Linked DNA regions of Mus musculus: all the other regions are linked to region 3. Evidence: chromatin contacts called from public HiChIP or PLAC-seq data. All regions are on one chromosome and are shown on one strand. The core of a region is the stretch at or near the end of the contact, and the rest is flanking DNA. Distances in the headings are between cores, read along the strand shown. Region 1 overlaps Brd1 (bromodomain containing 1). Region 2 has its middle 22 kb from the start of Gm35997. Region 3 holds the start of Tbc1d22a (TBC1 domain family, member 22a).

Region 1 (3,633 bases), core at 57-2,556, 2.5 Mb before region 3:
AAAGCAAGACAGGAAGCCAGCTGGGCTCTGCATCTCCATGTCTGATGTCTTCAGATCTTCTATTCCTTTTTCATCTTTGTTGACTGCAACAAACTTCTTTCTCCTGGGCTGGTTCTACTCCCTGGTAGCATAGCAGCTTTCCTTAGCAGATAGTCCAACTACCACTCTGGTATCTCCAAGGCAGCTTCTTGTTTTAATGTCTGGGCCTCCTCTCCAAGGTGACGTCACTTCCCCAGCTCTGCCCTCGGTAGCTCTAAGCTCAGGTTGATCCCTCCACTGCCGCTGCTGCTCTTGGTGGCCATCATCTCCAATACACTGGGGGCTTCCGCTGCAACTAGAGCCTCTCTAGGCTCTCTTCATGGTGCCAAGCCTCAACTCCTTTGCATGGCCCCTTCAGTCCTGGGCCATCATCTGCAACCGAGGCTGCACTTTGATCAGTGATCTTCCGCCTCAGCTGCTCTTCATGGCCCCTTCATGCCTCAAGGCCAGTGCCACCTGGGGGACCATTGCAGTCACCCAGCATAGCTGCAGCATGAGGTGCAACCTTGGCTGTCTCTGGAACACAGCTTCTTGGTGCTCAGAAAACACTTCCAGTGATGCTGGTTGTCGTCATGATTTATTTATTATATGAGTACACAGTTCTCTTCAGACACACCAGAAAGAGGGTATTGGGCCCCTGTTACAGATGGTCGTGAGCCACCATGTGGTTGCTGGGAATTGAACTCAGGACCTCTGGAAGAGCAGTCAGTGCTCTTAACCACAGAGCCATCTCTCCAGCCCTGCCGGTCTCTTAATCACTGCTAATGCCTTAGCTCCCGCTAACCAGCATCAGCTGTCCCAGGAGTCTTTCTCCTCGTGATTATAAAGCCAGAGACACATGGCCGAAGCTGCTTGCTGGAGCTGGAACATGGCCCCTAGTTCTATTGCGTCATCACTAGCTTCCAGCTTTCGCGCTCCTTCAAGGCCTAAGTTTGTCACGTGGGGATCTTGCTCAGAACTCTGAGATATGCAAGCCTGACTCCTGGGATTAGAGGTGTGTACCAGCACGCCCGGAATTAAGCTTTTCTTCACCTACAACTTGATCTGTCCTTGAAAGTAGAGATCTGCCTGCCTTTGCCTCCAGGAATTAAAAAGCTTGTTCTGCCCAGTATAGACCAAAACTTAACTGGGTGGGATCTTGCCCCAAGGTCACTAGTCCCTTAATTCAAACTAATGTCCTTGAACACATTCAGCTCCATTCACTTCCAGTATTCCTTTCTAACCTTGCAATGCTTATTCACATGCTCTTCCTGAGAACAAAGTCTACGATGGGCCTTTCTAAGGCTTCCTTTGTCATTGTAATTAACCTGAGCCTCCTTAGCCTCAGGCAGACTCTTCAGCCAAGGGCAAAAATAGCTACTTCTTCACCAAACTACAAAAACAAGGCTCTAGACCACATAACTGAAATTCCTCACTGAAACCTCTTGTGCTGGGTCTACACAGTTCCGATTACTCACAGCAACAAAGTGTTCCATAGTCCAGCTAGGATAGACCATGAAGCCCCACTTGAAACATTCTGTGGCCTTCCAAATCCCAAGTTCCCCAACCTACATTCTTATAAGCAAAAACACGGTCAGGCCTATTACCGCAATATCTCAGTCCCTGGTGCCACCTGTCTTAGAGTTTTTCTGCTGTGAGCAGACACCATGACCAAGGCAAGTCTTCTAAGGACAACATTTAATTGGGGCTGGCTTACAGGTTCCGAAGTTCAGTCCATTATCAAGGTGGAAACATGGCAGCATCCAGACAGGCATGGTACAGGAGGAGCTAAGAGTTCTACGTCTTCTGAAGGCTGCTAGCAGAGTACTGACTCCCAGGCAGCTAGGAGCCCACCCATGAGGCCACACCTACTCCAACAGGGCTACACCTCCTAGCATTGCCGCTCCCTAAGCAGAGCATATACAAACCGCAATACTGGCCCTGTTGAAAGAGAAGCCAACCAGCAGAGCCTGCAGGTCTAGCACTCAGGTTGAGGAGGGAGGATTACAAGTTTGAGGCCAGCCTGGACTCAGCAAGCACAAAACAGAAGAAAGGAGGCTTGAGAAGTTGAGTGGTGGTTTTTGTTGCGGTGACTGTAAGCCAGTTGGACAGTGTTTGTCGTGTCCCACTGCTAAGTTAGTGCTGTTTAGACAGGGCGCTAATGAGTCTCCTAGGCCAGCTACCAGGTCTGGGCAGGGCTCATTTATGGTAGGTGTCTCTGTTGGCCCTGCTGTTCCTTTGGTTTTATCTTCGCATAGATTAAATAATTTTTTGGCTATTTCACTAATTTAAGTCCTGCAGTCAATGTTCCTAGAGTCTGGGGAGACCTGCGGACTCTGCAGCCTAGTTTCCTTTTGGTCATGATGTATGTGCAAGAACTTGAGCTAGGATGATGTTCACAATGTATAAACAGTCCATGTGAACATATTTACACACACGCAGCGTCTGTCAGTAGTCCATCTTGCGTCTATGTTGGTGCACTCAGACATGTCTGGTGGTCTTTGTGCCTCTCACTTTTTACAGAGCAGGACTGAGTTGGGTCTTAGTCCAGGAAAAGCCATGTGTGTTACCCACATCTCCTCTGCTACGGCCACACTAGTCCTTTGTGTACTACTGACTGAAGGAGTGTCTTGTCTCTTTTTTTCCCTCTTTGTGACAACAGCCTTGTCATAGGTTCAGAATCAGGGTAGAGAGGAGTATGTATGGCACCAAATGGTGAAATTGGAACACTTGGGAGGCAGGGGCAGGCAGATCTCTGAGTTCAAGGTCAGCCTGTTACAGAATGAGTTGCAGGACAGCCTGGGTTACCCAGAGAAACACTGTCTCAAAAACAAACAAATAAAACAAAACAAACCCAAGAAGCTAAATAAACAAACAAAGATTAAATGAATTTGAAGCCTGCGCTTTGGCCGTGGGCAGGCCCAGGCACATAGTTAAGACAGATGTGTTGTTATCAGAGGCGGCCATGAATCCGAATCCTGTGGCTAATGATACGTGTTTTTGGTTCAGTGGACAGGTTGCTGGACCCAGCCAACAGGGCCCACATGAGCTTGGAGGAGCAGCTGAGAGAACTTCTGGACAAGTTGGACCTGACCTGCTCCATGAAGTCCAGCGGCTCACGGAGTAAACGGGCAAAGCTGCTTAAAAAAGAGATTGCTCTTCTCCGAAACAAGCTGAGCCAGCAGCACAGCCAGGCTCCGCCCACAGGGGCAGGCACGGGAGGCTTTGAAGATGAGGCTGCTCCACTGGCCCCGGACACAGCGGAGGAAGGTAAGCATGGGGTAGGAGGGCCATACCTCACGGGCTCGGGGCTCTCTTGACAGGCTTAAATGATGCTCTGTAGTAATGATGAGCTTGTACATTTTGAAGGTCACGGAACTCTTGGTTACTGGATATTCCTGCTAGGCTTTTTTTGATGCTCTTTGAAAGGATGTTTTGGTGTGTTCTGTCTGCTGTATTTTGGCACTTAGTTTACAAGCTTAAAGGAACAGAATGAGATTTTCTTTTAACTCGAGCTTGAAAGACTTAGAAGGAATAGTTTAGATCCAATACAGTGTTGAAGGTGGCTTCTATGGTGGGAATGGCAATAACTTAGTTGTATTTTGTTAATTGAGG
Region 2 (3,842 bases), core at 620-3,119, 2.5 Mb before region 3:
AAGCTGCTTTTTGTTTGTTATTTTGTTTTTTTGTAAATTTTTCAAATTAAAAAAATTTTTTTAAAAGATTTATTTATTTATTATATGTAAGTACACTGTAGCTGTCTTCAGACACTCCAGAAGAGGGAGTCAGATCTCATTATGGATGGTTGTGAGCCACCATGTGGTTGCTGGGATTTGAACTCCTGACCTTCGGAAGAGCAGTCGGGTGCTCTTACCCACTGAGCCATCTCACCAGCCCAAATTAAAAAATTTTTAAAGACATCTTGAATTCCATATGTGTATGAAAAGAGCTGTGATCATACCCACCTCAGTTCCCTATTCCAGCTCTTGCTGTGTCCCCCAGGCATGCCTGTGTCCCTCTCCCAATTTGCTGTCATTTTTCCTTACTAGCCCCCTAATTCCAATTAATGTTGTCCATATGGGTATGGAGCCATCCATAGAGCTTGGAAACCTTACTGTGGGAACACTTGAAAACGTCTCCCGCCAGCAGCCATTAAATGCCAGCAGCATCAACTCCCCAGTAACAAACGGGGCCTGGAGATGACGGGCCACAACTGTACTGGGAATTTGCTGTTTCAGTCTTGTGCTGGTTTTGTCCGATCACCGCAGCTGGCTTCTGTGAGTTCATGACTCTCTGTTGTGTCCGGACGAAGCGTTTCACAGCGCACGGCTTCATTTTATAGCTCTTACATTGTTTCCCCACCGCTTCTGTGATATCCCCTGAGCCCTGGAGTGTGAGCGTTTTGGTATCCTACTTAGTTTCTTCTCAGTGCTTCTTTGATCAGCTGGTTGTGTGTTTTCCCAGGGATGGCTGCCCACTTTAAGAACTGCCTCTGATTAAGGTTGAGAGCAGCCGAGGTCCTGGGTCAGCTCTGGTTCCCATGCTGGCTCTGAAATGAGTTGTTTGTTGGGAGATGGAGCTGGTCCTCTTGGAATGCAGGTTGTTTTCCTCCATCTTCTGTGCATTTCCTTGATTCTGTGAAAATGGAATCGGGGCACTGAGCACCGTGTTGCCTCCTGAATTAGCAAAATTTTAGACCTGAGACACCAAGGTTGGTATGTATGTATAAAAATTGCATAGTGAAACTCACTGTGTGCTGGCTTGAAAGAAAGAGACATTAAAAATGGCCTGGCTGAGCCGGGCGCGGTGGCGCACGCCTTTAATCCCAGCACTCAGGAGGCAGAGGCAGGCCGATTTCTGAGTTCGAGGCCAGCCTGGTCTACAAAGTGAGTTACAGGACAGCCAGGGCTATACAGAGAAACCCTGTCTTGAAAGACAAACAAACCCCAAAACAAAAGAAATAAACAAAAAAAAAAAAATGGCCTGGCTGGTGATGCCTGCCTCTAATCCCAGGGCTTTGAAGGCAGGGCAGAGACCAGCTCGTAGTCTACACAGAAAGTTCTCTTGACAGCCAAGGCTACGTAAACCCTGTCTTGAACTGTAACCCCCCCACTAATATATTTACCGTGTTATGTGTATAAATGTATGTATGTATGTATACCATATAGAGTTCAGAAGAGTGTGTTGGATCCCTGGTTGTAAGCTGTGGAATGGTAGCTGGGAATCAAACCCAAGTCTCTGCAAGGGCAACTGTTCTTAGCCACTGAGCCACCTCTCCAGCCCTTTGTACCGTGATCTACAAAAACGTCCCAAGTGCTTGGGTTAAAGACACCTGCCACCACCATCTGCTGTGAAAACATCTTTTTTTTTTTTTTTTTTTTTTTTTTAAATTGAGGTTAAAAAATGTAAAACCAACACCCTGGAAAACATACAACAAAATCAGAGTGCCTACAGACAAAATCAGCTCGTGTGACCTGTCTCCACCTGGCCTCACCCCAGCCCTTGTGGCCGATCTCACCCGGATAGCATACCCTGGTTGAAGAGCCCCACCCGAAAGCCTCTTTCCCATGCTCCTTTTCCCCTGCCGCTGGAAGGTAGACAGGAAATCAAGGTCAAGCAGGTGAGGAATTGGTGGGGGTGGGGTGACATCAGGAAATATCCAGATTTGAGTCATCTGCTTGTTCTTAATGGCTCCTGGGGTGTCGGTGTGATAGATGGCTTGGAGCAGCCTTTTTGGACCATGCTGAGCCTGACAACCACAAGATAGATGAGACCTGTGGCTGCAGTCCTAATGCAGGACTTCCCTGTGGGTCTGCACATTGGTTATGTGATAGAAACATTGATACTCTAAGCCCTGTTACTTTTCTTTACAGCTGGTAAACTTCAAATCATTCAAAAACCAGGATCGAAGACTTTGAGGCCAGTAACCTGTGGCCCAGGTCAGCTTTCTTTAGGTTGCTTTTGGTTGGTATTCGATGTAGTTCACGGTGAGGCAGGGTTTTGGATTCTTGTGGTTCTGGGGGGACTTTCTTCCCTCCGTGCTGGTCAGTGGGCTTTTAGAAAGCTCACAAGGCAACCACCGAAGCTTCTTAGAAGTTCTCAGACCCTGTCATTTTCTGAAGCTCCGGGGCAACAGCTTATGACTTGGTCACTCCAGCTGCTCTCCTCCCTGTAGACTACTGGCCAGCGGTCCCTGGATGGTGACATATGGGCATTTGAGAGCTCGGAGTGGGAGCATGCTCAGTCTCGTGTACTAGGCCTAGTGAGGAGCCCTCAGAGCAATGAGATGCAAAGGCTGCCAGAGATGAAGCCCAGCTGGGCCCAGGGCCAGCGCTACTCTGGGCTTGGGACCCCACTACCTTACACTCCTAAGTAGCCCTATTGTCACTGCAGGCTATTAACAGTTCCAAAGAAAAATGTGCAGCCCCAGTCACTGGGCCCAAGGGGATCGATCACTTATCGCCAAAGTTAGGTTGAGTATGTCTGCCCAATGGACATATATGCCACTTTGAGGTCATATATGCTCGTTATGCCCAGTGAGTTGCTTCTGCTGCCTGTGGACCATGTCTGGCTGCACACTGCCATCATGGTCTAACCCTCCAAACTGTAAGCCAGCCCCAATGAAATGTTTTCCCTTATCAGAGTTGCCCCTGATCATGGTGTCTCTTCTTAGCAATGAAACTCTAACCAGGACTACTTACTTTAAGGAACATGCTATTTAAGTAGTCAGAACTTGGACTCACGGAGCCATAGCCTCATTGCCATATCTGCCCATTTACCCAGGAGACTTAAAAGGCTCTGGTTTCCCGACTGTGCCAGCCGAAGCTCCACCGGTGCTGTGGTGATGTCCCCCAGGTCGAAGTTTAACGAGAAGACCCATAGGATAAAGGCTTGAGATAGAGGGCTCAGGTGCAGGCGGGTACCCGGGTGAGCATCTAGCTAGCCAGACCCCTCCCTCGTTAGTGGCAGTAGCTACCTTTGGAGATGCAGTAGATTTCTTTATTTCTTTCTTTCTGTTTTGTTTTTGTTTTTGTTTTTCGAGACAGGGTTTCTCTATAGCCCTGGCTGTCCTGTAACTTACTTTGTAGACCAGGCTGGCCTTGAACTCAGAAATCCGCCTGCCTCTGCCTCCTGAGTGCTGGGATTAAAGGCATGTGCCACCATGCCCGGCCGAATGTTAAGGATTTTAAGTATATAGTTACTAAATATTGAGCAACTGAAAGAGTAGTAAACTCAGTCCTCCAAGGTATGCTAATCATAAAACAGATAGCGACATTCCTCCACCCACCCGCTTCCTGGGTTCAAGTGTGTTCATTCAAAGAAAGTCACCCTGACCCACCCTGACCAGTGCTGGAACCTGCAATGCAAATGTGCTATCGTTAGGGGCTCTTAGAAACTGTCTTGAGAGTTAACAATTACCAGGTAGGTATTCCTTGTGACACCTGTGACTTTGTACATCCTTGTGACTCTTAACTGGTATTTTTGGTATTTTCCAACA
Region 3 (3,726 bases), core at 418-2,917:
GGGCAGGCTGATTTCTAAGTTCCAGGCTAGCCTGGTCTACAGAGTGAGTTCCAGGACAGGGTTTCTCTGTCTTGGAAAAGGAGGAGGAGGAGGAGGAGGAGGAGGAGGAGGAGGAGGAGGAGGAGGAAGAGGAGGAGGAGGAGGAGGAAGAGGAGGAGGAGAAGGAGAAGGAGAAGGAGAAGGAGAAGGAGAAGGAGAAGGAGAAGGAGAAGGAGGAGAAGAAGAAGAAGAAGAAGAAGGAGGAGGAGGAGGAGGAGGAGGAGGAGGAGGAGGAGGAGGAGGAAGAAGAAGAACTGAGTCTCGAGATGTGAAGGCAACAACAGAAGTCACACTGCCACATGCTTCTGTTTATCTGGCACTAGGCTCAACGTGTTTATCCCTGTCACAGTAGGACCTTCTACTCATCATAAACTATAATAATAGCTTTTATAAAAGTTCTTAACTATTCAAGCAAGCCCAGTCCAGGTCCTGTAAAAAATACAGTGTCTGGGTACCTCTGAGGACTTCCTCCATCTCCCAAGTCACTGTGGCCCAGCAGTCAGTAACCCGTGCCAAGCCCCAGCCACTTTGAAAAGCACATTTTGTGGTTGAATACAGTGGATATCCGAGTTTACAAATTTAACATTCACACAATGGTGTCTCTTAGGAAGCACAGGAAGACAGACCATTTTCCGAGCTCACGAATGGTTCTACTTAAGTTACCTCAATGTCAAAACCTTCAGGACTGGAGAGGTGGCTAATGTTAGAATCTTAAATTTCATATCTGAGACTTTGGCTAGAAAACAGAATAAACTATGTTTGAAATCTTGTGATGGAGTTTTCTGAAATACATTTCCGGGTACTGTCTCTTCACTCCCTAAGACCTAGAGAGGCATCAGGCCACATAACCAATCACAGAAGGACTTTGGAGCTCGATAGCTTCCAGACTGCACCCAGGTGTTTTTATTATTATTCTGTGTTTCCTGTTGCTGTCAAAAGACCGGTGTCCAGAGGCCAGAAGGTGGGACCACAGAAATTCACAAGGCGCTTCCACGCTCAAAGGAAAAGCATCAGCCCACATGTGACAGACGAAAACCCAAGTGCTCAAACCACTATGCACCCCGAAGAGACCGACCTCCCCTGCAGGCACTGCCTCTCCCTGGCCAGTTTCCTGACTCAACCAAACTCTCCAGGGCATGACCTGGGTCAGTTTCTTCCAGCTTCCCCAGGGAGTCATGGAGTTTCGCAGGAGAGAACCTGCCTGCCAGGCTCTGGAAGCACTTGGGGCAGCTCCTCGTCCTCCTTGCTCATTGGTACGGCCACTGTCACCTTTCATTTCCCACACGCCCACTGCCGACCCCGACTCCCCTAGCCCCTCACATAGCCCAACAGTCTCCTAGGAGCCAGGTTCTCCTCCCCAGACTCCTACGCCACCCGCACTGCAACGGGACAGCACGGCCACCTGACCTCTGACCCCTGACCCCGACCGGGTCCTCCCCGTCACACCCACCTGCCCGGGACCTTGCTGTTGCTGCGCTTCCAGAACTGCTTCCTGGCCCCGTCGCTGGCCATGGCCGCTCCTCATCCCTCAGATCCGCAACCCTGACACCCGAGAGCGGTCGGCCACACCTCCAGCGGCCCTCTCCTGTGCCCCGGCGGCCCCCTCAGAGACACCAGGACTCCGAAGCGTAGAGCCGAGAGGCGCTTCCGCCTCCGTCCGGAAGTTGTGACTCGGCGATTCCGGAAGTCCCGCCTTCGTTTCGGGCAGTGCTTGACGCCATGAGAAGGCGACGCTGGGATATGTGCGTGGCTGTAGCGCAGGGAGGAAAGCGGAGTCTGCGAGCTGCGTATGTTCTGGCGGCGCTGAGAGCGCTCGGGTCGAGCGGCACGGACTGAGGTCTCTGGATCCCGGCCTCTGATCCCCGGCCATGAACTCCGGAGCCGCGTGCGTCTGGGGTCCGAGTCGGTCTTATTTGCTCGCAGCCAACCAGCAAGTACCGAGAACCAGAAGGAGCACAGGCAGATCGGGACCCTGCTGCGGGCGGACAGGCGAGCGGGAGGATGGAGAGCTTCTCCCGCTGTAGTGTGGTCCAAGCCTCATCGCCAGGGCATTGACCCCGGATCAGTAAACACTGCACAGTGAGGTGAAGGAAGCGACTTCCACCGGAGCACATCTGAAGCGATGGCGGGGATCTGCCTGGGCTTCAGCTGAAAAACGAATAGGCACGGAGACACGAAGACTTCATCTTGCCGGCGCTTGCGTGCTTCCAAGACCGCAGTAAAGTGTGCTTAATTGTAAGATACATTCAAGATCCAAAAATCTTAATACGGAAATGTTAATTATAAGTTTACATTAAATGATACTTTATATATATTGGGTTCTGTAGAATATATTGTTATGTTTACTTTCACTTTTTGCTGTGTAGTGTAGCTACTTGAAATTACTTACGTGATTGGTGTAAAATTTCTATGATCTTAGACTCAAGGGTGAGAGGCTGGCATCTCAGGCCGGAGCTTTAGTGAAACACTGGTAATGCCAACTTGTGGCCTTTACTACTGAGAAACATATTCACGACAGCTGTCTCGTGCACTTTTTCTGCTTTTGATATGGTCTTCCTGTTTAACCCAGGCCCTGACTATATTCTCAAGACCCAGACTTCTAGACATATTGAAAGTGGTGTTGGGTTAGCACATGGTGGATGCAAGAAATCACACTAAAGAACCTTATATAGCTTAGCCCAGTTGTATGCCAGACTTATCCTCAGTACTCAGAGCAGGGTCAATGGCCTAGAGCCCTGTATCTCAACTTTGTTCCCATTCTTTAAGAGTAAAGCCTTCTGCAGCTCCTTTTAGACTGCAGCAGCTACCTGACTCCACTTTGACTCTGCAGAAAGGGGTGGCACCTGTTCCTCTTCATTTCCTGCACAGCCGGAGCCTTAGGAACTGAAATAGTACATCCCAAATGTTTGCTGTCTGGATGACAATACCGGGCTCTCTAGGAATCCCTTTTGACACAAGCATAGAAACTTCAGGAAATACCAGGGACAATGTCAACAGGTCCTAGGTGACCCCTTCAGGCACAACTTATGGAACATAGCCTTGGCTTCTCCTTGGAATCCTACTTCTAATAATCCTTAGAATTTGAGAGACCTAGCAAAACTAAGATTAATAATCATGTCCTAGCACTGCCTCGAGAGCTCTTTGAAATAAAACTTTAGTGGTACATAGCTATGGCCCAGCTTCTCAAGAGGGAGGCAGGAGAATGGAAATTAAAAATTGGGTGCTATGGGGCTGGTGAGATGGCTCAGTGGGTAAGAGCACCCGACTGCTCTTCTGAAGGTCCGAAGTTCAAATCCCAGCAACCACATGGTGGCTCACAACCACCCGTAATGAGATCTGATGCCCTCTTCTGGTGTGTCTGAAGACAGCTACAGTGTACTTACATATAATAAATAAATAAATCTAAAAAAAAAAAAAAAAAAAAATTGGGTGCTCACTTCAGTGGTATACCTACTAAAATTGGAATAATACAGAGATTAGCATGGTCCTTACAAAAGGATGACACACAAACCGGTAATATGTTCGTGTGTGTGTGTGTGTGTGTGTGTGTGTGTGTGTGTGTGTGTGTGTGTTAGGCAGCAGCCAGTAGTCAACCCTAGATGTCTATGTAGACATGGTGGGAAATGGCCCTCACAGACAGCACAATCTGCTGACATCTTGGTTTCAGGACCCAAAAAGGGGAAACAT

The links. HiChIP or PLAC-seq counts read pairs in DNA pulled down with a chosen protein or histone mark.
Region 1: an H3K27ac HiChIP or PLAC-seq map of epiblast stem cells shows a contact between it and region 3, with 9 times the contacts expected there. The contact joins the enhancer-like site here to the promoter of Tbc1d22a in region 3. A contact is called at or near these places in 10 of 39 promoter capture datasets (the 3T3-L1 cell line, 3T3-L1-derived adipocytes, embryonic stem cells and 7 more), 8 of 115 datasets of contacts at active chromatin or transcription factors (acute myeloid leukemia, embryonic stem cells, epiblast stem cells and 4 more) and 1 of 9 other capture datasets (embryonic stem cells).
Region 2: a contact with region 3 is called in an H3K27ac HiChIP or PLAC-seq map of embryonic stem cells, with 5 times the contacts expected there. The contact joins the enhancer-like site here to the promoter of Tbc1d22a in region 3. A contact is called at or near these places in 5 of 39 promoter capture datasets (the 3T3-L1 cell line, embryonic stem cells, hippocampal neurons and 2 more) and 6 of 115 datasets of contacts at active chromatin or transcription factors (embryonic forebrain, embryonic stem cells, forebrain and 2 more).

Annotation. Positions count from the first base shown.
Region 1 is chr15:88,706,689-88,710,321 of GRCm38.p6, reverse strand. It overlaps Brd1 (bromodomain containing 1), which reads left to right. Exons shown (of 13, transcript NM_001033274.3): 7 at 3,028-3,288. Among named protein-coding and RNA genes, the nearest start is that of Gm41377, 26 kb to the left of the region's middle. Within about 2 kb of position 1,306, at least 40 of the 459 cell types and tissues checked have an H3K27ac peak or open chromatin away from gene starts, as enhancers often do. A contact at or near this core is called in embryonic stem cells, epiblast stem cells, stem cell-derived epiblast-like cells and 2 more, where this site is marked.
Region 2 is chr15:88,682,333-88,686,174 of GRCm38.p6, reverse strand. No RefSeq gene overlaps it. Among named protein-coding and RNA genes, the nearest start is that of Gm35997, 22 kb to the right of the region's middle. Within about 2 kb of position 1,869, at least 9 of the 459 cell types and tissues checked have an H3K27ac peak or open chromatin away from gene starts, as enhancers often do. A contact at or near this core is called in embryonic stem cells, where this site is marked.
Region 3 is chr15:86,212,400-86,216,125 of GRCm38.p6, reverse strand. Tbc1d22a (TBC1 domain family, member 22a) reads right to left here and starts at 1,667. Exons shown (of 13, transcript NM_145476.2): 1 at 1,490-1,667. The coding sequence starts at 1,551. Gm22818 (a small nuclear RNA gene) reads left to right here and starts at 3,469; the gene lies at 3,469-3,572.